Regions from separate parts of the Mus musculus genome. Here regions 1, 2, 4, 5, 6 and 7 are each linked to region 3. Evidence: chromatin contacts called from public HiCAR-type and promoter capture Hi-C data. All regions are on one chromosome and are shown on one strand. Each heading gives the region's core, a stretch centred on a gene start, on an enhancer-like site or on the middle of the called end of the contact. The rest is flanking DNA. Distances are from core to core; before and after follow the strand shown.

Region 1 (3,000 bases), core at 92-2,591, 1.7 Mb before region 3:
AAATCTGAAGTGTAATTGAATTTCTACAGCTCCAAAAAGAAACATCTCCACTGCTTCTAGCGTAAACAAGCAACATAAACATGAACTCCTGTTGCCAAGCCCCGTAAGCCTTTCAAATGAGTCACAGGATATTCAACCCTTTGGCTTCCTAACCATCACCACCAGGGCATTGCTCACATGATACACATGTCAACACACTAGAATAAAATGGTATCTTCCATGAACCGCATTTCTTAGCATTTCCTATTTTATTACTATGATTTTTTTTTACACATATAAAATGTAAAGTTTATCATCAATTTAAAAAAAAAATCTCTGTAAGTGCTTTTGGCCAGATCAATAGTAAACTGCAGTGGCAGAAATTAGTTCCTTCCACTTAAGTGTGTGAAAAATTCTCAGTGTCTGAAGACCTTGCAATGTGGCTCCGAACCTCAGGCATAGATGCACATTATATTTGGTAACTTTCTCACAAGATTAAAAATATTTAAAAATACTTTAACCCAATACTTCTATTTCACCCCTACATATATAACCTTTTAAACAATATTTGTTGAAACACCTAGAACCAAAAGAATAAACAGTAAAGAGAAAACCTTTCCATATAAAAAAAAAGCATTTAGCAAAAACAAAACAAAAACAAGAACAAAAACAAACAAAAAACACCTTATTTTAAAAAGCAGTTAAGCAAACTTCTACAGCACTATGAAACTATCTGGTCCATCCTTCCTGCTGCATCCCCATAAGTCTGTGGTGTTATGAAATACTTTTTAAATTACCATCTGTTACAAGCTCTGACAGGAATATTTAACAAAATTAGGTAAAATTTTGGATTCGTGCTGAACATCTGAAGCACCAACGGAATGAATATAGCATTCTATGTGTGGAAGCTAACATTTCAGGAGTGATTTCTTCCACGCAAGCTACCTTTCATAGTCTTAAACTCTGAGAAGGGAAATGATAGGACAAAAACTCTAAGCGTCTAAGCCGTCCTCTGAGGGGCTCTCCTGGTGCATGGTGAAGTGACGCTGTGCGGGGCTGGGGAGATCCTGGGGCTTCTCCCTGGAAGAGGGCTCGCTTCAGCCGCCTCCCTGCCACCTCGCCCCGACGTTTATCCTCTCCCTGCTCCTGCCACCTGTCTGCCTGTCCTTCCCTCCTCTCCCGCTAAGTCCCCTCCTGCCTGTGGAAGATGCAGCGGCTGGGGTCACAGAGATGGCCGCAGGAGCTCTCTTCTCCTTTTCTAAGCTCTGACAACGAGGCAACGGTGACACCCCGGGGCCTGCTCCTGAAGCACCCAGCACCCGGGTGCCATGGCAACAGCGCGCCTCTGAGGCCTTCTTCCGGACTTCCCACTACTGAGGCGGGGTAGGATCGCGCGCAGGCGCAGAACGGATCCCCGCGAACACCTGCGCCTTACATCCGGCCAGCGTTTCCAAGACCCGGAAGACTCGCATCCCCTTTGGTTTTCTGCCTTGAATGTGGATTTTGTATACCTGTAGTCAGATTTTTAATTTGTTTCCAAAACTTAACAATAAAAGTGCATTTCTGTGTTCATTTTCCTCAAGTAAATATTAAAAGATAACAGTTCCTCAAGTAAATATTAAAAGATAACAGTTGCTAGTTGTTAATTGCTGTTTCGACCCTCAGCTTAAAGAAATTATAGCCAAAATTGTATTTACAGAAAGGAGTTATGAAAGAAAATAGAACTTTAGTTCCAGCAATCAAACTCATCAAGAGAGGCAACTACAGTTTTCCCATAACTTCCCTTAATACCTTGGGGGATAATAGGAAAATAAGAGAACATTCAGATTGTGGTGATAGATAATAGGCCAGCCATGAAGGAGCTCACAGAGTGTAAATAGAAGGGCAATATAACATAGGTACAAATTCATCTAAAAAAAAAGGTGGATCGAGGAGAGATTCATATATAAGCTAATATATATTAATATATTAACCTCTCCTTGATTATATATATATATATATCTTTATATATGTAAAGAGTTTACTCCAGAGCTTACTTTTGAAAAATAGTATAAATTATGGGAGACGGGCTGGGCATTACACATGGAGATGATAGCTTGTGGGAAGACAGGCATCAACTTGTTTTGTTGACTCAAAATATACCAGATAGGGTGAAGCATACATCAAAACCTTATGCCTCACTGCCTGTTAGCAATTACATGCATAACTTGGAAGCCAACAATGTGATCTGGGGATAAACATTGTCATGTCTCATTTCCATGCAAAAATATTCATGGCAGTCATTCCTAGGAAACTGTGAGTTCCCTTTCAAGGAGAGACTGGGTTTAGACATTTACAAGCCTCCAGCCATATAAATGTTTGATAGATAGTTCTTGAGTTCCCCAGGCTAATAGGTCTTTAAAAGGAACTAACTGTAATATTTACAAGCTTGGTGAGGAAGGATAATGAAGGTTTCTGAAGGAAGTGGGGTTTTGGTCATCAGAGATGAGAGAGGAAAATACCTCGAAAACAGGACATTTTAGAAAGTTCACGATCAAATCATAGAATAACGAGATGTATCATGAGTGTTCAAGACTTACCCGCAGGGGAGGAAGGAATGAGAGAGGGGTTATGTCACACTTTATGCAGGCACATCATTTAATGCCTCTTCTCTCCAGTGAGCTGAGTGTACATAGGCTAACCATGACTGACCAAGGGAAGAAAACGAAGGACATGTAAGAACTGGTGGAAACACCTCACAGAAATACCTGGAGCTGGGCTCTCCTCATTTCCTAAGCATGTCTCAATCCATTCAAGTCGATGTTACCCATCAAACATGTCAAATAAGTTAAATTATATTGCATATTAGAAATATTTCATACCTACATATATTTATAATAAAAAATGGACCTAATTTAAAAACAAAACAAAACAAACATCCTTTTTGTGAATCGCACCAGAGGACAGAGAGGACTGAAGTTTGCTCTGACCCACAGCAGGCGGACAAATCTGCTTCTAGCTCAAATGCCAGCAATGCGTTTC
Region 2 (2,700 bases), core at 31-2,530, 1.7 Mb before region 3:
CCTGAGCTTTCACTCTTTTGGATACTCAAGGAAAGGGTCCTGGAGCAGCAATCTCCATCTACAAGCTCCTCTGACAAAACCAAGTGCCGGGATAATGAGCTTTAATCACAGGAGTTAGGCACATTTCTGAAGTATACTATGCACTTCTGTGGTGCTGTGCGTACAAGTTTGTATCTTGAATAAATGTCTGCGCAGGAGTTCTTGGTCATGGCCCATGTGCATCACAGCCCTCAAAAACACCTGTACGGAGGATAAAACCTGTAGGTGAAGCAACACTTCACCATCCGAGAAAAGCTAAGTACCAATTATATGACACCGTCTGTTTTCATCCCAGAGACGGACTTCAGAGGGTGCAGTAAATCTTTGGACACAGTCTTACCTAATCAAGCACCCATATTCGGATGGCGTACTACTGTCCTGTATTGTCCTTCTGTAATAGCGCGTATCTATCTTGTCAGGGGTAAACAAAGTCAAGGAGGGGAAGGAAAGGGGGACCCTCTCACAAAAACAAAGCCAAATAACATCCATCCATATATACATACAAACACTCATATGTACATATTCTACTGAAAGTCGAGTTTACTGTTTTCTTTATCCACGCACTGTCCCCGGTCCCCAGCAGCTCCCACAGGACTTGTCCGGGCAGAACCGGGTTATCCACATACGGCCTGAAACACACATGCACGTGGGCTGCGGCCCATCTTGCTTAGTCTCGCACGGAACGTGCTAGAAACGCAAAGAGTAAGGCCACTTTTCCAAGCGAGCAGAAATCCGAACAGATATCTGCGTAGCCCGCTCCGGGACTCCGCCGCCAGACCCTCCACAAACATCTGACATGCTCGGCCTCCCCGCCTGCCGCTCCTGCCTACCTGTCTCTCGGTCAAGTTCTTGTCGGGTCCCAGAAGGTAGGGCGTGAGGAACGGCTCCGACGGCCGGAGGTTTGCGAAGAAGCCGTAGGCGCAGAGCAGCGCGGTCGGCAGGAACCAGCACTCGCGAGGGACGCGGGCAGTACGCAGAAGCATCCTGGCCGCCGCCGCCGCCGCTCGTCTGGACACCCTGGCTGGCACGTCCATCCTGGGCGCGAGGGGCTGGACGCCGACACGGCCCCCTCCTCCTTCTCGGCCAACGGGAGGGCGCCCGAGCCGCGAGCCCGCGCGGGCACCTGTAAGCGTGCGCGACGCCGCCTCGCGCCAGGGTCAAGGTGCTTGGAGTCCCCACCGCCCGCCGGCGGCCACAGCTCGCTAGCCGAACGCCCTTTCCCTAAGTCCGCCTCCGGGTCTGGCCCGCCACCCCGCCTGGCCCCGCCCCCACGCCCCGCCCCGACCGCAGAACGCCCTTTCCCTAGGTCCGCCTCCCGGTCTGGCCCGCCTCCGCCTGGCCACGCCCCACGCCACGCCCACCCACAGCAGACGATCACTAGCCACGCCCCCGGGAACCTCCTCCTCGCCAATGCCTCCCGGCCGGAGCCAACCTCCCTGCTTCCCTATTGGCCAGTGGCTCAAAAGACAGAAAGGCCGCTTGGGGCTGCGCGCCCGGGCTCTGACGTGAGGGGTTCTGGGACATCGGACTTTTAGGGGCCATGTCTGGACTCTGTGGCGAGGACCCTACACACCCTCCCTGGTCGGATCGGTCACCAGGCATTTTCCGATCACACGTCCGGAAGGCTCCCTAGAGCGGGATCCCCGGATGTGTGCTTCATCGCAGCGAGTCTGCTCAGTCTTATCTGCCAACCTACTGATGTTGGTCCTCTGCCCGGGACACATGATGACACAGGCTTGCAAACCTTTAACCTTGAGGCGGGAGAATGCAATCCCTGGGCTCCAAGAGCTTTTTGTTGTTGTTGCTGGGTTTGATTTAGTTTGCTTTTTTTTTTTTTAACATTGTCTTTAAATGTGGTAGAAAGACACAAGCTGGACCTGAGAACTGAGATTTGGGGCCTTTTACTATAGACAGAAAGAAAACGAGGATGACCGAGTTAATCAGCAAGAGGCTTTTGCTTTATTTCGTCACTTTTTGTTGGCAGGATACAAAGAACAATTAACTAATATATCCTATGGAAAGGAAATCGCCCTAAAAACCTAGGCCCTAAAATGGGCTCAAGGTTTCAGGAAGTGTGCCGCTCACGAAATACCCACAGGGTTCAAAAGTAAAAGCAGCTAACCCCCACCCTACACTGGGAGGTTTCTGTCTTCTCGGTCCATCCAGACAGGCTAATCACCCCGTCTTTCTCCAAGGGAGCCTGCACTCCCCCTTTCCTACTCTTGGCTACAAAATCTGGCTCAGACCATGCGCTGCTGGCTCTCCAGCACCTCTGGTCACAGCGACTCCCAGTCTTGAGATTCACCTCTCAGACTGCTGTTGTTAGTGAGGGCGATCTGAATTTTCATTCTTTCATTTCTGCCTGGGTCACTGCGTCTCCAAGGAGAAGGACCAACTAGACACCTGAGGGCTGGCAGGCAGGACTGAAAGGGCTCACTGTGCGAACCTCCTGGGTTCCCATTGAGCGATCCTTCACTAAAACACTTCACTAAAACAGAAAAACGAGGCAATAAGAGGGCAGGTTGTTGTCAGAAGTTTTTCAAGGGCAAACCGTGGCAGGAATCCCCAGCGCTTTCTTTCATCGCCCTCTGCATGACTTTTTGCTGGACTCACAGACTGACTCTGTCCCAATATCAGCAGAATCGAGCTGCACGAGTGAAT
Region 3 (2,785 bases), core at 48-2,547:
AAGCTATCAGTTTGAGGAAGGAAGCAAACTCAGGCTAGACAAATAAACAAACCACCAGCAAATCAGCAGATAGATAAACGAGCTACCCTGGAACTACCCGCAACTAATGATATTTACAGATTAAAAATAAGTAGCGTAAATAAACTGTACTCAGAAATCAGAGTTGACTCCATTCTGCCTACAGTTCCTCCTACCAAAAATATTCTTGTCGTTAACGTGTCTACGTAGTAAGAGTCATCGTGATGTCTTTCCACGTCGTGGATGGAACACCACACGGTTCACTGAAGTGTCAACATCGCACGACTCTTACGTGTACTTCCCCGCTTGCTCAAATCTCTCGTATGCATCTTCTGTAGTACGTTCTCTATTCCGTGGCTTTACATGTAACGCACTTCTAACCTGTTGTTTAATCTACACTGGCTTTTTACCTCGACAAAACAAGCTCTATTTCATTTCGCTAAAAAAGCTCGAATCTGGCTGGGCACGGCTTTCCTTTGCTCAGCCTCCATCCCCCTCGCCAGTTCTTCCTCATTTCTCATCTGCAGTCTCGGCTGGTAACAGTTCCACGCAAATCGTGACTGGAAATCTTACTCGCAAAACCTGTTACGTGTAAGGATTCACCTCCACCCCCGGGTCATTCTAAGCACAGCGGGGATGCGCGCTTTCTCCGAACCCCCGAGGAAGGACCTCAGGCGAGCCTCTCTGGCCAATTCCTCGGCTCCCTTCGCCGCCGCCACCCCAGGCCACGCACCCCGACATCTGCTCGGAACTCTGGCCCCCGACTCCCCGTACAGGTGCCCCCTCGGGAACAGCTCTCCCCCTGGAGGGCAACTCGATCTCAAAGCTCCTCGGCCGCCCCAGCCCCTCCCCAGTCCTCGCGCCCCTTCCTCAGGACACCCCGGGCCCCCGGCCTTCCCCACTCGCGACCCGACCCTCGCGCAGGCCGGTTCCCAGCCCCAGCGGACGTTGGGGGCGGTAGGCAGGGGCGTCGCCTGGCTTCCTGCCTGCTCAGGCGCGCCGGGGCGGGATACCTGCGGTCTCCGATGGGCTCCCGGCAGCAGTCCCTGCTGGCAGCGCAGGGCAGGCGGGGGAGGGAGCGGGAAGCGGAGGAAGAAGGGTGGGAGGGGGAAGGCCGAAGGCGCAGAGCCGCCACCGCTCCGCTCTGCTGCAGCGCCCCCGCTCATCGAGCGACTCGGCGCTCCGCCGCCTGGCGCTGGGCAGAGGGGGCGGGCTCAGGCGAGGGAGATCGAGCCGCTCGGTACTCCGAGTCCTGGAGAGGGCGCAAGGGGGCAGGCTCAGGCAACGGAGATCGAGCGTCTCGGCGCTCCGGGTCTTGTCTTCTGGCGGAGGGGACATGTTCAGGCAATGGAGACCCTGAGCGGGTCGATCGCTTCCGTCTTTCTTGAACCCGGGAGAATCCCCCGGGGTTGTGACGTTCAGATCCGATGGAGGAGCACGTGGGTTGTACATGGGATGAGTAGGGAACGCTGAGAAGTCTTTCAACTGGAGCTGAAAGGGTGACTAGGATGTAGGTCCCGTAGAAGATGCTACTTTGCGGGCTGTCTGAGGGACCTGAGTAAAAGGGGCCGCATGTGATAAAATATCTGTCTGATACCATTTACAAAATTGCTGAGGGTTACTCAGTTTCATTCCTTTTGCTTGTAGCCTAAATGGCAGGATCCAAACATAGGGATTCAGGCGGGAAACCACCCTTACATTGCCATTCTGCCAATAATTCATCTCCTTTACAGTCTCTGCTTGACATATTTATTTAAAGAAGTCTGGCGTTGATAGACTTAGTCCAAAACTGTAGAAATGTGTATTTCTTTTCTTTTTTTTTTTAATTTATCCTCCTCCAAGTCTTTTAAGCTTAATGGTTATTAGTCCTTTGTTAAGAGTTTTTAAACTGTGGGGAAATATATTGCCAGTTATTTGATAGACACAAAAATAAGAAAAGATGCTCAGGGACAAGAAAACAAACCGGAGGAGGAAAATTCCAGGAGAAAGCCCTCTTTCACCCGATCTTTAGTTAGGGTTGCTGTTGGGCTCACTGGTTGAGAGTTTTCTCCTCACAACTTGGCTGACTTGGACTGAAATGGCCTGCCCAGATAGAAGGTATCTTAGTCTGTGTCTCTGGCAGGGCATGGTAGTGAGATTATCACGGAGTCACTAGACAGCCCAGAGGTGGTCTTTTGTTTGTTTGTTTCTATTTATTTAATGTTTTTAAAAGATTTATTATGTGTATGGGTGTTTTTGGCTGCATGCATATATGTGCATACACTACTATGTGTATGCCTGATGCTCTTAAAGATCAGATGAGGACTTCAAATCCCCTGGGACTGGAGTTACAGGCTGTTGCAAGCTGCCATGTGGGTGCTAGGAATTGAACCTGGGTCGTTAACAAGAAGGATAAGTGCCTTTTCTCACTGAGCCGTCTCTCCAGCCCCTTCAGTTGATGATTTTATCCGTATATTTGCTTACTATGCCGAACTTCCTTGCCTTGTTTCCTTAGCTAGTTAATGTCCTTGTCTGTTAACAGCATAAGGAAATACGATAGTAGAGCTACAATGGACATGTCATTCATACATGCCTTATTATTCTTATGAGTAATCTGTTATTTTTCTTTGTATTTAGTCATAATGCCTTAATTTGGCTACTTATTTTGATTGCTTTTGGGCCAGGAACATATGCCCCCACTCTTCTTTAGTAATGTGGGAGAGACCCTTTGACTATCACTAGCATTTGTGAAAACTTAGGAAATGTGATTTCTATGGTCAGCGTGAGT
Region 4 (2,771 bases), core at 218-2,717, 1.6 Mb before region 3:
CCTAAGAGTATGGGTGTGGTCTAGATTATTACTCTGAAAATGCAATCTTTAAGTCATTTAGATGTGATATTTCTCACTAGCATGATACCAAGACTGAATACAATGCCTTCCCAAACAACCCAGAACCAACAACAGCAAACTCAAAGGCTGATTATTCATTTATACTAAAACATTACACATTGCTTTCAAGATATTACATTATTTTCTTTGGCTGATTGCTTTGGTTTTGCAATTGTAAAAGAGGAACACATCTTTCACAATCACTTAAACTTTGATGTCAACTAAAAGGGAAAAAAATGCGTCAACCAGTAAGCGAGGCTTAGCATTTAAAATAAAAACACTCGTGGTCGCAAGTGCTACGTAGAATCTATGACTTGGGTAACTGCAGGCAGGTTAGCAAAATATATTCTGCAACTCAAAGTTAGGTTTGATATTATTTAAGCCTCCTCTTAGTTAGACATGCCTTTGAATGACTACCTTATGTGCTCACTAACATGGGTAATAATCAGGGCAGACCAAAATACCCAGGATAAGTCATATTCCAGGAAGTAACTCAAAATGAGAGGAAAAAATGAAGCCACATTAGGTAGCCAGGGGTAAGTCTAGGAAAAGTGAAAATACAAGTGTGCCTTCCCTTCCCTCTGAACCCACAGTGAAAATCGTTTATAGGAAGGCAACAAAATCTCCTTATAATGAAGTACATGGTGACAGCTTTGACATCTTTTTCTTTAGAAGATGAACTTGTGTTTAACAGGAATAAATATTATATAACTAGAAGGTCCTTTTTCTTTTTTTTAAGCAGACTGTCAAAAGGCTTAAGCCGAATGCACAGGAAGGGCTAAGAGGGCTGTGGAGGTGTGTCCTTTCAACCCATCAATACACTAAACTAACAAACGTGGGGGGAAAACAGATTAGGGATTGCACCTGGAAAGAAAGCCACAGCTAACCATTCACATTGAAATTTCCACATCCTCAAAATGATAAATTATGTCCATAGAGACAAAATTACACCCACACAACATTAGTCTCTCTCTCTCTCTCTCTCTCTCTCTCTCTCTCTCTCTCTCCTCCTCCTCCTCTTCCTTTTCCTTTTCCTCCTCCTCCCAGCCCACCCCCACCCCTTGCAACTATAATAGATTTTCTTCCTTGAAGAAGCCCACCTGGATTTCACCCCCAGTTACCTTGGATCTGTGGGCTCAGGATGATAGTTCCAGAGGATCCCCTGAGCTGCCACATAGAACTGCCTTAGTTGCGCGGCCTCTGCCTGGTGGCTGCCCCAGCCCGCCCAGCGGGTTCCCAGAACCACCAGGAGGAAGAAGCACGGGCAGACTAGGAGCATGGCCCTTGTCCTGCCGCGCGCTGCCACCACCGACAGTGCTCAGTGCTCTGTCCCTGTTGCGCGCTGATCTGTCTCCCTGGAGGACTAAGAAGCTGCAGGGCACAGTGAGTGTCCCTGTCCCCTGTGGTGGCTGTCTAACCCTACCTCCCTCTATGCCTAGTGTAGGCAGGGGCTTGTTGAGGTCACTCCCCCCTGTGGCCACAGGCATTTACTAGAGAGAATGCCAGACAAGGAATGTAGAGGGAAAGGAAGGGCAAGCCTGCTGGAGGTTATGGCTCTGGAGCAGTGCCCAAGGGTCTCCGCCCCATCACAAAGCAGCATTTCCCCCACTTCAACGTAGGTGGGAGCAGCAATCCCACTTAACCTGCGCGGGTGGAGGTGGGGGGATGGGGTAGGGGTTCAAAGTTTAGGCTTGTCAGCTGATTTCTGCAAGCCTTAGTAAGACCCAACACCCATCCTCAGATCCCAGGAAAATGGCACTGCACAGTAACCAGAAAACAGCCTCAGGACAGGTCCACCAACAGGTTAGCAGTCTGAATCTCTTAGGACAGACCGCTTGGTAAGGGCTTGTCACCAGCTCAAGTGTAGCCGAGACCAGGGTTTAGAGAACTCATTTGAGATAGTCAGTAGCTGTGTGGTCTGGGGCCAACTATGTCTTTAGAAATACTTTTGACATCTGTAAAATAAGAATGGCAATTCTAGTTTTCCTTGATCTTATTATTGGGAGGGGACAAACTGTTGTAAACTGGACAGTCCCCAGGGCCTAGGTAGCTACAGTCTATGATCTTGTCTTTGCTCGTTCTCCTGTATCCTTGGCATGGTGTTTTAGATTTTATTTTTCTGTTGGTGGCAAAGCTGAGAATTATGCCTGAATCAGCAGGATGGCCTGCCCTGAATTCTCCAGAACTTTGTCTCTGCTCAGACTTTCTGCTTCCAGCACATCCAGTAAATTGTGATCTGGTACCATCCAGGTTCCGCAGCAGCCTCTCCCTCTCCCTCCCCCTGCCCCACCCCTCCCCCTTCCCTTCCTTCTCCCCTCCCCCCAACTCCTGCTTCTGTTTCTTTGCTGATCACATCACTGATATTCTTCAGTCAGTTTATAATGCCCCTTCTTGAGTCAGGCATGATGGCACATGCCTGTAATCCCAGCACACGAGGGCTAGAAGCAGGGGAATGTGAGTTTGAGGCCTGAGATCAGCCTAAGCTACGCAGTGAGACCATGTACTGAAAAGTAATTAATTAGCAGATGTGTGCACACATAACTACACTAGGAAGAATGCTCACACGGATTTCCTTCCCTTTCTGCTTCCCTGCTCTTTAAAGTCAGAATTTCTGCCATTGTCTCTGATTCTGGGTTCCAGTTGACTTTTCCGTTTCATGAACTTAATCTGCTCAGATTATATACTCCTTTTGCTAACCTTTCATTAGGTTT
Region 5 (2,700 bases), core at 8-2,507, 1.8 Mb after region 3:
TATGTATGGCCTTTTCGTGTGCTGATTTTCTCATAGAGCCTGGCTCAGTATCTACTTCTCGTATATTTACAATGAGACTCTGCAAACGTGGAAGTCAACAGATGATTTGTGTTAATTAGATCCTAACTTTATTAGGTATCAAACTTAAAGCATTGAGTCAGGTTCTGGTTAGGAGGTCTACTCAGGGTACAGAGCTTAACAAAAATACCTTCTGGGAAGGACCTAACACGGAGGGGAAACCCGAATGAGTTGGAACACTTTTGCTATGACACAGCATCTGTAGGCATTAACATTAAGAAAAAGGAGAAAAGAAACTTGGGTTTGAAGGTCCTTTGACAAATGTTACAGGGTAGCTTTTGGATCTGGGTGGACAATAATGACAGACCAATTGAAGTGTTATAAGAAAAGAGAACTTTCAACTCAAGAAGCTACTCTAGAGGTCCAATCTCTGGACACATTCAATTCAAACAGTAATATTTACTGAACGGATACTTTCTATAAGCCAGGTAGGATTCATCATGAAAGGCACAGAAATGGGTGAACAGGTCCCTCTAGAATCTCTAAAATATTTCACAGATTAAGGGTACACATATTTGTGCCATAAACCTGAGAAAAAAAGTTCTTATGAGATTCAAGGAATGTACAGGTCTTTTCTGGCTGCTTGATCTAGAAAGGAAAAAATTCACAGTTCAAAAATTAGTACAATATTTGTGGCAGAAAGTAAATACTTTAGTTTATCTGTCCTCCAAAATCTACTCTCTGAAAGGCTAAAAGGTGAGACCCGGGATGCCTTTACCGTTGGGTTAGCGCTTTCCTATGTAGTCTGAGTCTGGAAGAATCAATGAAGGGGGATGCCTCCAAGCACCTTCAAAGGACAAAGAGTCCCGGTGGAAAAGTTAGTCCTCCGAGGTGACTTACTGGCCTCACGGAATGGAAATATGTAAAACAGGTTTGTTAAGAAAGAATCTCCCCAAAAGGGACTTAGAACTCAGTCAGTGCTGGGGATGATTGCCAGGCACCAGCACGCGTGCTGGAGGAGGTCCTCGCGTGCCTCCGCTCTCCTAGCTCGCCCTCTGCCCTCTGCTCAGGTTTGTACTCCGCGCTTTCAGGGTTGGGGGGGCCAAGCCGAGTCAAGCGAGCCTGTGGACGCGCGCGCGCGCCGCCGACTTAGGCAGAGAAGGCACCTCCGCCCTCGGGAGCGCGCACGCCGCGCCGAGGGGCCGGGCGCGCGCGCTCCCGCCGACCGCCTCCTCCTCAGTCCGCCCCCTCCCTCGCCTCTTCCTGCCGTGCGGTCCTCTCCCCTCCCCAGCCCGCTCCCTCCGCCCCGTTCCCTCCGCCCTCCCTGGGCTTCGGCCGCGGCGGAGTGAACGGGACGGGCCCGGCCGCAGAGCTCTGGGCGGCGGGTGGGACTCGGGCGTCTGACAGAGTTGTTGTTCCGGCACGGCCGCGGAGACGTGAGGTGAGGTGAAAGCGGCCTTCGAGGGGGGCTCGAGGGCGGCCTGACGGCTGGGAGCCGCGCTCCGGGGGGTTTTGAGGTGGACCCGGCTGGTTCAGAGAGGGTCGGGGTGCGAGGCCCGGCCCGGGACCGGGATGCTGGAGCGGGGCGGAAGGCATCCGGCGGGCTCAGCACCGTCGGCCGCCTCCGGGACACCCGGGTTCTCCGTGTGGCTGGCTCGTCGCGGTGGGGCGGCCGGGCGGGAGGCGGGGTTGGCGCCCCTCACCTGGGGCCGGGTGGTGGCTTGGGCGGCCGCCGCCTCCAAGTGTGCCCTCCTGACATTGCCGCCGCCCCCGCCGGCGGTGGCCGGGATGTGGCTGCTGCTGGGCTCGCAGTCCCAGCAACCCCGAGTCCGGGGGGGCGTGTGGACAGGTTTATTTTCTTACCCACTTGAAAGCGTCGGTTGGATCCCGTGTCCTTCCCTCGCTCTTCCCTTTCCTCCGCCCCGCGCACTTTGCTCCGTTCCTGCTGGCGATGCTTGTGGTTTTGCTGTCTGGGATAGGCTGTTTTTTGGGCAGATCTCTACCTGCCAGGAATGCCCCGCTTCAAAGTTGACCGCGTGGGCCCCGACAGACACTCATCCACACCCACGCGCATGTTGTCCTCCGTGTCCTGATAACTGAGTCAAAGTTTCTGAGACCGAGCTGGTACTTTGCTCGGATCGCCAACGGTGCAGGGCTGGGCAGTGCGTCAGCATGTGGAAAGGGGCCACTGGCCATTGGGGAGGTGGCCAGGAGCAAGGAAGGCTGAACTGAGAAGTTCATTTGTGGTCTCAAGACAGTTTCGTTCAGGTGCTTATATATTCTTTTTGGACTTCTCAGAGTTGGTTATATCAGAAAAAGACTCGAATTTAGGCGATCGTTTTTTCAGAACCGATGGTATGCAAATTAAATGAACCGCTAACCTTTAATGGTAAGGGCTTGCTTGACCTGCTTAGTGCTGTTTGGAAACAGATGTCAAAGCATGCATTTTTTTTTCCAATGGACAGTTTAGATGATTTTAATGCATCTAAATTTTCTTGTGTATGAGAAGAGGTAGATAGTTGACTGTCACAATTCAGAGAACACAATTTCCTGAAAACCTTAAGACTTTTCTTGTAGTAGTGTTTACATTTGGCAGCCGCTGCACTTCTGTAGAATGTCCAGTAATCGTGATCAGGAGGTACAGACATGAAGTTTGTAGTCAAATTGGAAGTGGATTCTATT
Region 6 (2,779 bases), core at 221-2,720, 1.5 Mb after region 3:
TCATCATTGTGGCACTGTCCTTTCAACCTAACTTCTCATTACTATTCAGTACTCACCTCGTAAGCCTTCATCCTCCTTTGCCACAGAACTGGAAATAAGAGATGTGAACAGTCAGTCCCCTTCTTCACGGAACTAAACCCTTTCCAGTAGCTGAATTAAAGCCTCAGAAAAGTGTTTTTCAGAAATCCCTTCTGTCCACTACTCTCATACCATCATGGGCTTTGTGGTCATTATGTTCTAGTCATGCCCCTCCCCCACTGAGTTACCTGGCTGTGAGATCCCACAAGATGTCCCATCACAGAGGTCCACACTGCCATTCCTAAGAAAAATGTTAATCTTTAGTAGTTCTACTTCCACAAAATGGACCTGTCTTACAAAGAACTCCGTCCACATAGGCACTGTTGAGTTGCACATATCCAGCAGTTACATATAAGTCTCTAATCCAGGTACTTCCCAAGAGCAATCGTCCTCTTTGTTAGTGACTAAGGCCTGCTGGCAATCTCTAGCAAAAGCCTTCATCCCATGGTGATCGCGAAAGAAACACCGCGTGGCTTCGCATTCCACCCCCGTTGAACCGTGCACGAGGTGACTCAGCATGCTCTGCCATCAGAATCGTTGGTATTCATCAACAAGCTCAGTTGTCCCTACCAACATAGCCTTCATCATAGCATGAACACGCATGCTGAGTCGTCTTTGTCTGGTGTCCAGACCAAAACCCAATGCTATTTTATGTCACAAATACACGCAGAACCAACCTCCTAAAGTTTCCAGCTTGTGCCCTGAACTAAGCTCACCGGCTGCGCCGGGAATCCCACCAGCTTCCAGTGCTTCAGCCTCCAAGGCCCGAAGCCATAACATACTCAGGAAATTGCATACCTGCTCAGAATGCCGCACAGCTCCGAAAGGCTGAGATGGCGGCTGAGTCGAGTATATAAGGTCTTCGTGACGTCAAGACGCAAAGCTGCTTGCTGCGTCCACTTAAACCCCGCCCCTCACACGCCCTCAGACTCCTCCTCAAGCCCCACCTTCTTCAGGCCCACAAAACTTTCCCTCTGGCCACGCCCCCGAGAGCCCGGAGGGCGGAGTTGCCGCGGGCACGATAGGCCCGCCCTCCGCCTCCCTGAGGAGTACAGGCTGAGGGGAGGGGGCTCCTGCAAGGAAAGCGCTGGGGGTGGGGCGGGGTGAGGGTGACTGATTTCCTTCCGGCACGTCGCTCGCTCCGGAGGAGGGGGCGGGGGGTTTCACTTCCGGGACGGTGTTCCGGCCCATTCCGGCCCATTTCCACCCCCGGAGGTAGGTGCTGCTCCTTGACTGGGCTCGTTCCCCGCACCCCCGCCCCGTTAGCTCATACCCGACGCTCCCGGGCCGCGTCTGGGTTGCAGCCAGCTCCTGCGGCGCTCAGTCGCTGCCCCACCTCCCCTCCCAGCACTCGGCGACCTTCCGCCCCTTTGGCTCCGGGCTGTCGAGCTCGCGGGCCCGCCCCCTTGGCGAGCCCCTCCCTCAGGACCCCGCGCGCGCGCCGGGGCCACACCCAGACACACCCCCGCCCCGGCAACCTCCGCCGCCCTAGACCGATCCCGGGGCGCCGCCCCCTTCCCGGTCCCGCGCCTCACCTGTGCGCCCGCAACTCCCTTGCCGCGGGGCTCTGCTCCTGTCGAGCTTCCCGGCATCTGTGCCACCTCCTCGCTTAGCCAGGTCCCCCTTTTCCCATGCTTCTTGACACTGATAGAGGCCTCCCCAGTACCCGACTGGCCAACCCCAGCGTTCCCGATTCTCCCTTTTACAGCTCTCGCCCCTTCAGTGCCGACGCTAGAGAAAGACTTTACTCCAGGGGCTTCCTCCTCACTGGGGAATCGCTGGAAAGAGCAAACAAAAAAGGCGCTGGTGTAGGCTCCAAAATAAACATCTGAATTCGTGATGGCATCGACAGAGGCACTTAATGGATTAAAAGTTTCAAAACAAACAATAACGCTTTGGAAAAAGGTCAGATTGGTTAAAGTTGCGTCTTGAAAGCCGTGTTTGCACTTACCTGTTTACTCAATAAGTGTATTGTAAATGCGAGGTGATAAAGTGAGCTTGTCCGGACTACTTCCTGGTGTGCTGTGTAGTCTCATAAATTTAGAGAAACATTGGATGCACGGTGAGCCTAAATCCTTGTGGTATACTGGAACTACCCTCAACTAATTAAGACTATTTGATGCAATTGCAGTCTTTGTGGTGTGAAATTTCAGGCTTTATTTTTGTCAGCAGCTGTGGGAAACCAACTTTCCCAGTCAAAGTAGCATCACCACTTTGGAATACCCAAGTTTCAAGTTTGTTGGGGAGAAAAAGTATTACTTAGTTTTTGCTAACTCTGGCAACTAGGCCACAAATTCTCTGCATGTGAATTGAATGCTGACAGGGCTGTGGAATGTTTCTCAGAGTCACCTCAGAGTCCCATATTCAAAAAGTGGGAGCTCAAACTGGTAAGCTTAAAAATATGGGCCTAATCGGGCATGGTAGTCAAACACCTCTAACACGAGCATTCTTTAATCTCAGCAGAAGCAGTCAGCTCTTTTTGAGTTAGAAACCAGATGGTCTACATAGTGAGTTCCAGGAATAGCCTGGGCTTCATAGACCCTGTCAAAAACAAATATCTGGTGGGTGGCTTAATTCTAGCATTCCTGGAGGTAGATCGCTAAGTTCCAGGCTAGTCTGGTCTACTGAGCAAGTTATAGGGCATCCAGAGCTATATAGAGGGACACTGTCTCATGGGGAAAAGTAGTGATAATAGCGACCA
Region 7 (2,727 bases), core at 129-2,628, 1.7 Mb before region 3:
ACACACACACACACACACACACACCAGATCAAATGCTAACTAACTTCATGCCACAAATGGTTACAATAGATGGGAGCAAGAGAAATCAAGAGCAAAACAGATGAACGGTCACTTCCACACTTCCTTCGTTAAAGTAGAAATACGAGGCTACAGAATAGGTAAAATCATTGATTATTTGGAATCCAATACTGAATACATTGCCTCTTAGATTCTGTCAAGTGCCTAGAAAGGAGAAAAGAGGGAGGAAAGAGATTGGGTCTGTGAAGTAAAGGTTTGAAAAGGTCTCTTTGGTACCAAAGGACCAGATTGGTTAACAAAAAGGACTGCTGAACGTCAGTCAATGAGAAAGCCTCATTGTGCAGATGCCTCTTGCTAAGTCACAGCTACACCCACCTGAAGGCAACATTTTGCTCTGTCCCGTCCACCACGCACAAGTGCAGAGATGACTAAAGATGAGTTAACTAGAACTCTGTGCACTAGAGCAATGGGTACATTAAAACCATCTAAAGGCTTATTAAAACGCAAAGTATCAAGCCCCATTCCTATTCAGTCATAATTTATGGTGGTGTTGGTGAATGCTAGAACTCTCCAAGTAATCCTGAAAAACATACCTGCTAAAACACAGTGATCTGGAAAGTATGAAATGAACTAGACGCTGAGCCAGCAGACAGCTATTACTAAGCGGTCCTGGTAGGAGATGCAAGGTAGAACTCCACCGCTTGGGAGAACTGACTCCAGCACTCAGGGAGATTCAGATCCAAGTTAGTGTTGAGACAGCACCACGTCGATAAGGGTCTGCAAGCTTGAAAAACGAAAAAGATAAACAATGCAAGCTTATAAACGGTTTATTCGAAATAATTCTCATCGGGTTTTCTTAGATTCCATATCACCCCCATTTACTTTCTGTTACATTGCTCTAGCTTGAGGTCTTAGTGGCGCTAAAATGGAAATTAGGGTGCTGCAAGAAAAGGGGTGCGCAGAGGCAGAAGGAACTGCTCCTAGCGAGGTAAGAGGTGATGAAAGGCGGGGTGCCCAATCGCCCAAAGACTTGGATGTTCCGTAACCAGGGTCTCGGAGCCTTTCATAGGGCCTCCCTATAACACTTACCATAGTTTGTAGATCTCAGCACAGGAAATAGATTCCTGTACACAGGAAGACTACACCACCACCAATGATCCGGTTACTCTGGCAACGCAAGCCCCGCCTTCCTCCAGCCACTGCTTCGAAGACGCCGCCTCGAAGCTGCTTCGTCTCCATTGGCTGGGAGTAATTAGGCCCCGCCCATTCACTCAAAGATCCACCCTTTGCCTCATCGCCTGGGGCAACGCGACGCCACCTTCTCCGTTCCAACGCGTTCACTTCCGTCTGGCTGGTAGTGACCCGGAAGTTTAAGCGTCCATACCGCTTGCATTATCTATTGGTACTTTTTTTTTAAGTAGATATCTTCCAGTTTTCGCTTTCCGAGCCGATACATAGTAGACCCTGTCTCTCTTCATTTTACACACAGCACGAAGTGTCAGTTGGTCCTTGTCCTTCAGAAGAGCATTCCGGAAATGAAACCCTGTGTAATAGGAAGTGATTAGAGTGAGCGAGGCGCTGCGTGTCAGGGAGGCTTGGGCGGGTTGGCTTCCGAGTGCCAGGGGAGTTTACAAGTCAGCCGGCTGCTGAGCGAGTGAAGAGCCTGAGCGGTGGACATTGAAGTAAGGATATCACAGGTAAGTCCTGGAGCCGGCCCGTGTGCCGGACGCGGTGGGAAGAGGATGGTCTGGGCTGGAGTTCGGCAGCCATTGGTTTGGGATTTAAAGGTTGTTCTGGGAAGAGGCTCCTCCTGACAGGGACAAACTTGGGCTCATACTCCTGGGGAATGAGGCTGACAGGCTTAATTTTTCCACCTCCTCTCCTTTTAAACTCGGCACCCATGCCTCCCCACACCTTCACCCGGTGTTTCTTAGACAAGGACACTTGCTCATCGGCATCGCATGGTCCCAGCGAAGTTTCTGACTTTAAAGTCTCTGTTTGCCATTGGATAGAGTTTCAGGATGCATTCCCAGGGCAAGGATTTGTGATGTTCAGGAAGTTAGACCGGGTACTGAATCGTATACATCTAGGAACAGTCAGCTTTTAGGACGTGTGGTCACCTATTCTACAGTCTAGACTCCAGAGACCACTTAAACCTATGCCTGGGTTTTCATTATTTAACAGGTATACATTACAGCCCGTCAAAAGGAAATAATGAAGAACGTGGGTACTAAAGACAGAAACAATTAAAAAATAACTTTTAAAGTAGATGCATTCTCTGAATATATTGTTATTGCTTTAATTCTTTCGTATGTATACATCTCTAGGTCTTCGGTGAAAGTCTTGGATTGTATTCTCATTAGTTATGGAAAAAATGACTACCCTTAAAAGTTCGGAAAACAAAGGTAAGTGTTTTTGTTTTGATAATAATTGATTTGGTTTTTTGTTTGATTGGTTGCTTTTTTGGTTTGGGGGGGAGGGTTGTGTTTTGGGTTTATTTTGGAGTAGGAGGGCGTTATTTGAGACAGGGTTTCTCTGGGTTGCCTTGGCTGCCCTAGAACTCATTGGCCTTGAACTCAGAGAGCTCCCCCTTGATTATCTAGTAAGGCAGGTAATACAACTGTTCGTTTTATTTTTACTACACTGTAACTATTGTTAGTGAAAACAGATGTTTGTGCTACATGGATCAATGAAAACTATACCTATATT

The links. Promoter capture Hi-C pulls out the DNA fragments that hold promoters and counts their contacts. HiCAR-type assays count read pairs that join an accessible place to other places. Capture Hi-C pulls out chosen DNA fragments and counts their contacts.
Region 1: a contact with region 3 is called in a promoter capture Hi-C map of liver, with 3 times the contacts expected there. The contact joins the promoter of Ccdc181 here to the promoter of Vamp4 in region 3. A contact is called at or near these places in 4 of 39 promoter capture datasets (hippocampal neurons, liver and pre-B cells), 1 of 484 Hi-C or Micro-C datasets (B cells) and 2 of 9 other capture datasets (adipose tissue and liver).
Region 2: a promoter capture Hi-C map of liver shows a contact between it and region 3, with 4 times the contacts expected there. The contact joins the promoter of Slc19a2 here to the promoter of Vamp4 in region 3. A contact is called at or near these places in 5 of 39 promoter capture datasets (hippocampal neurons, liver, pre-B cells and 1 more), 1 of 484 Hi-C or Micro-C datasets (B cells) and 1 of 9 other capture datasets (adipose tissue).
Region 4: a contact with region 3 is called in a promoter capture Hi-C map of liver, with 2.5 times the contacts expected there. The contact joins the promoter of F5 here to the promoter of Vamp4 in region 3. A contact is called at or near these places in 4 of 39 promoter capture datasets (hippocampal neurons, liver and pre-B cells), 1 of 115 datasets of contacts at active chromatin or transcription factors (pancreatic cancer cells) and 1 of 9 other capture datasets (liver).
Region 5: a contact with region 3 is called in a promoter capture Hi-C map of pre-B cells. The contact joins the promoter of Rabgap1l here to the promoter of Vamp4 in region 3. A contact is called at or near these places in 3 of 39 promoter capture datasets (hippocampal neurons, liver and pre-B cells).
Region 6: a promoter capture Hi-C map of liver shows a contact between it and region 3, with 3 times the contacts expected there. The contact joins the promoter of Gas5 here to the promoter of Vamp4 in region 3. A contact is called at or near these places in 3 of 39 promoter capture datasets (cranial neural crest, hippocampal neurons and pre-B cells), 4 of 115 datasets of contacts at active chromatin or transcription factors (astrocytes, embryonic forebrain, embryonic limb bud and 1 more) and 2 of 9 other capture datasets (adipose tissue and liver).
Region 7: a HiCAR-type map of astrocytes shows a contact between it and region 3, with 4 times the contacts expected there. The contact joins the promoter of Blzf1 here to the promoter of Vamp4 in region 3. A contact is called at or near these places in 3 of 39 promoter capture datasets (the C10 cell line, embryonic stem cells and hippocampal neurons), 1 of 484 Hi-C or Micro-C datasets (memory CD8 T cells), 1 of 115 datasets of contacts at active chromatin or transcription factors (astrocytes) and 1 of 9 other capture datasets (adipose tissue).

What each region holds. Positions count from the first base shown.
Region 1 is chr1:164,273,939-164,276,938 of GRCm38.p6, reverse strand. Ccdc181 (coiled-coil domain containing 181) reads right to left here and starts at 1,341. Exons shown (of 6, transcript NM_029115.3): 1 at 1,178-1,341.
Region 2 is chr1:164,247,626-164,250,325 of GRCm38.p6, reverse strand. It overlaps Slc19a2 (solute carrier family 19 (thiamine transporter), member 2), which reads right to left and starts at 1,280. Exons shown (of 6, transcript NM_054087.3): 1 at 870-1,280. The coding sequence starts at 1,073.
Region 3 is chr1:162,569,027-162,571,811 of GRCm38.p6, reverse strand. It overlaps Vamp4 (vesicle-associated membrane protein 4), which reads right to left and starts at 1,297. Exons shown (of 8, transcript NM_001356527.1): 1 at 1,032-1,297.
Region 4 is chr1:164,150,531-164,153,301 of GRCm38.p6, reverse strand. It overlaps F5 (coagulation factor V), which reads right to left and starts at 1,467. Exons shown (of 25, transcript NM_007976.3): 1 at 1,182-1,467. The coding sequence starts at 1,339. Gm16548 (predicted gene 16548) reads left to right here and starts at 1,085. Exons shown (of 3, transcript NR_037987.1): 1 at 1,085-1,443.
Region 5 is chr1:160,791,495-160,794,194 of GRCm38.p6, reverse strand. It overlaps Rabgap1l (RAB GTPase activating protein 1-like), which reads left to right and starts at 1,257. Exons shown (of 21, transcript NM_013862.5): 1 at 1,257-1,459. It overlaps Gm37083 (a long non-coding RNA gene), which reads right to left and starts at 2,300. Exons shown (of 3, transcript XR_003948752.1): 1 at 1,882-2,300.
Region 6 is chr1:161,033,292-161,036,070 of GRCm38.p6, reverse strand. It overlaps Gas5 (growth arrest specific 5), which reads right to left and starts at 1,470. Exons shown (of 11, transcript NR_166052.1): 1 at 1,352-1,470; 2 at 267-319; 3 at 57-88. Zbtb37 (zinc finger and BTB domain containing 37) reads left to right here and starts at 1,222. Exons shown (of 5, transcript NM_001356489.1): 1 at 1,222-1,293; 2 at 1,787-1,983. It overlaps LOC115487643 (a small nucleolar RNA gene), which reads right to left and starts at 677; the gene lies at 598-677. It overlaps LOC115487678 (a small nucleolar RNA gene), which reads right to left and starts at 221; the gene lies at 160-221. It also overlaps LOC115487638.
Region 7 is chr1:164,306,135-164,308,861 of GRCm38.p6, reverse strand. Blzf1 (basic leucine zipper nuclear factor 1) reads left to right here and starts at 1,378. Exons shown (of 7, transcript NM_001160209.1): 1 at 1,378-1,715; 2 at 2,346-2,423. The coding sequence starts at 2,384. It overlaps Nme7 (NME/NM23 family member 7), which reads right to left and starts at 1,190. Exons shown (of 14, transcript NM_138314.4): 1 at 1,108-1,190; 2 at 612-802.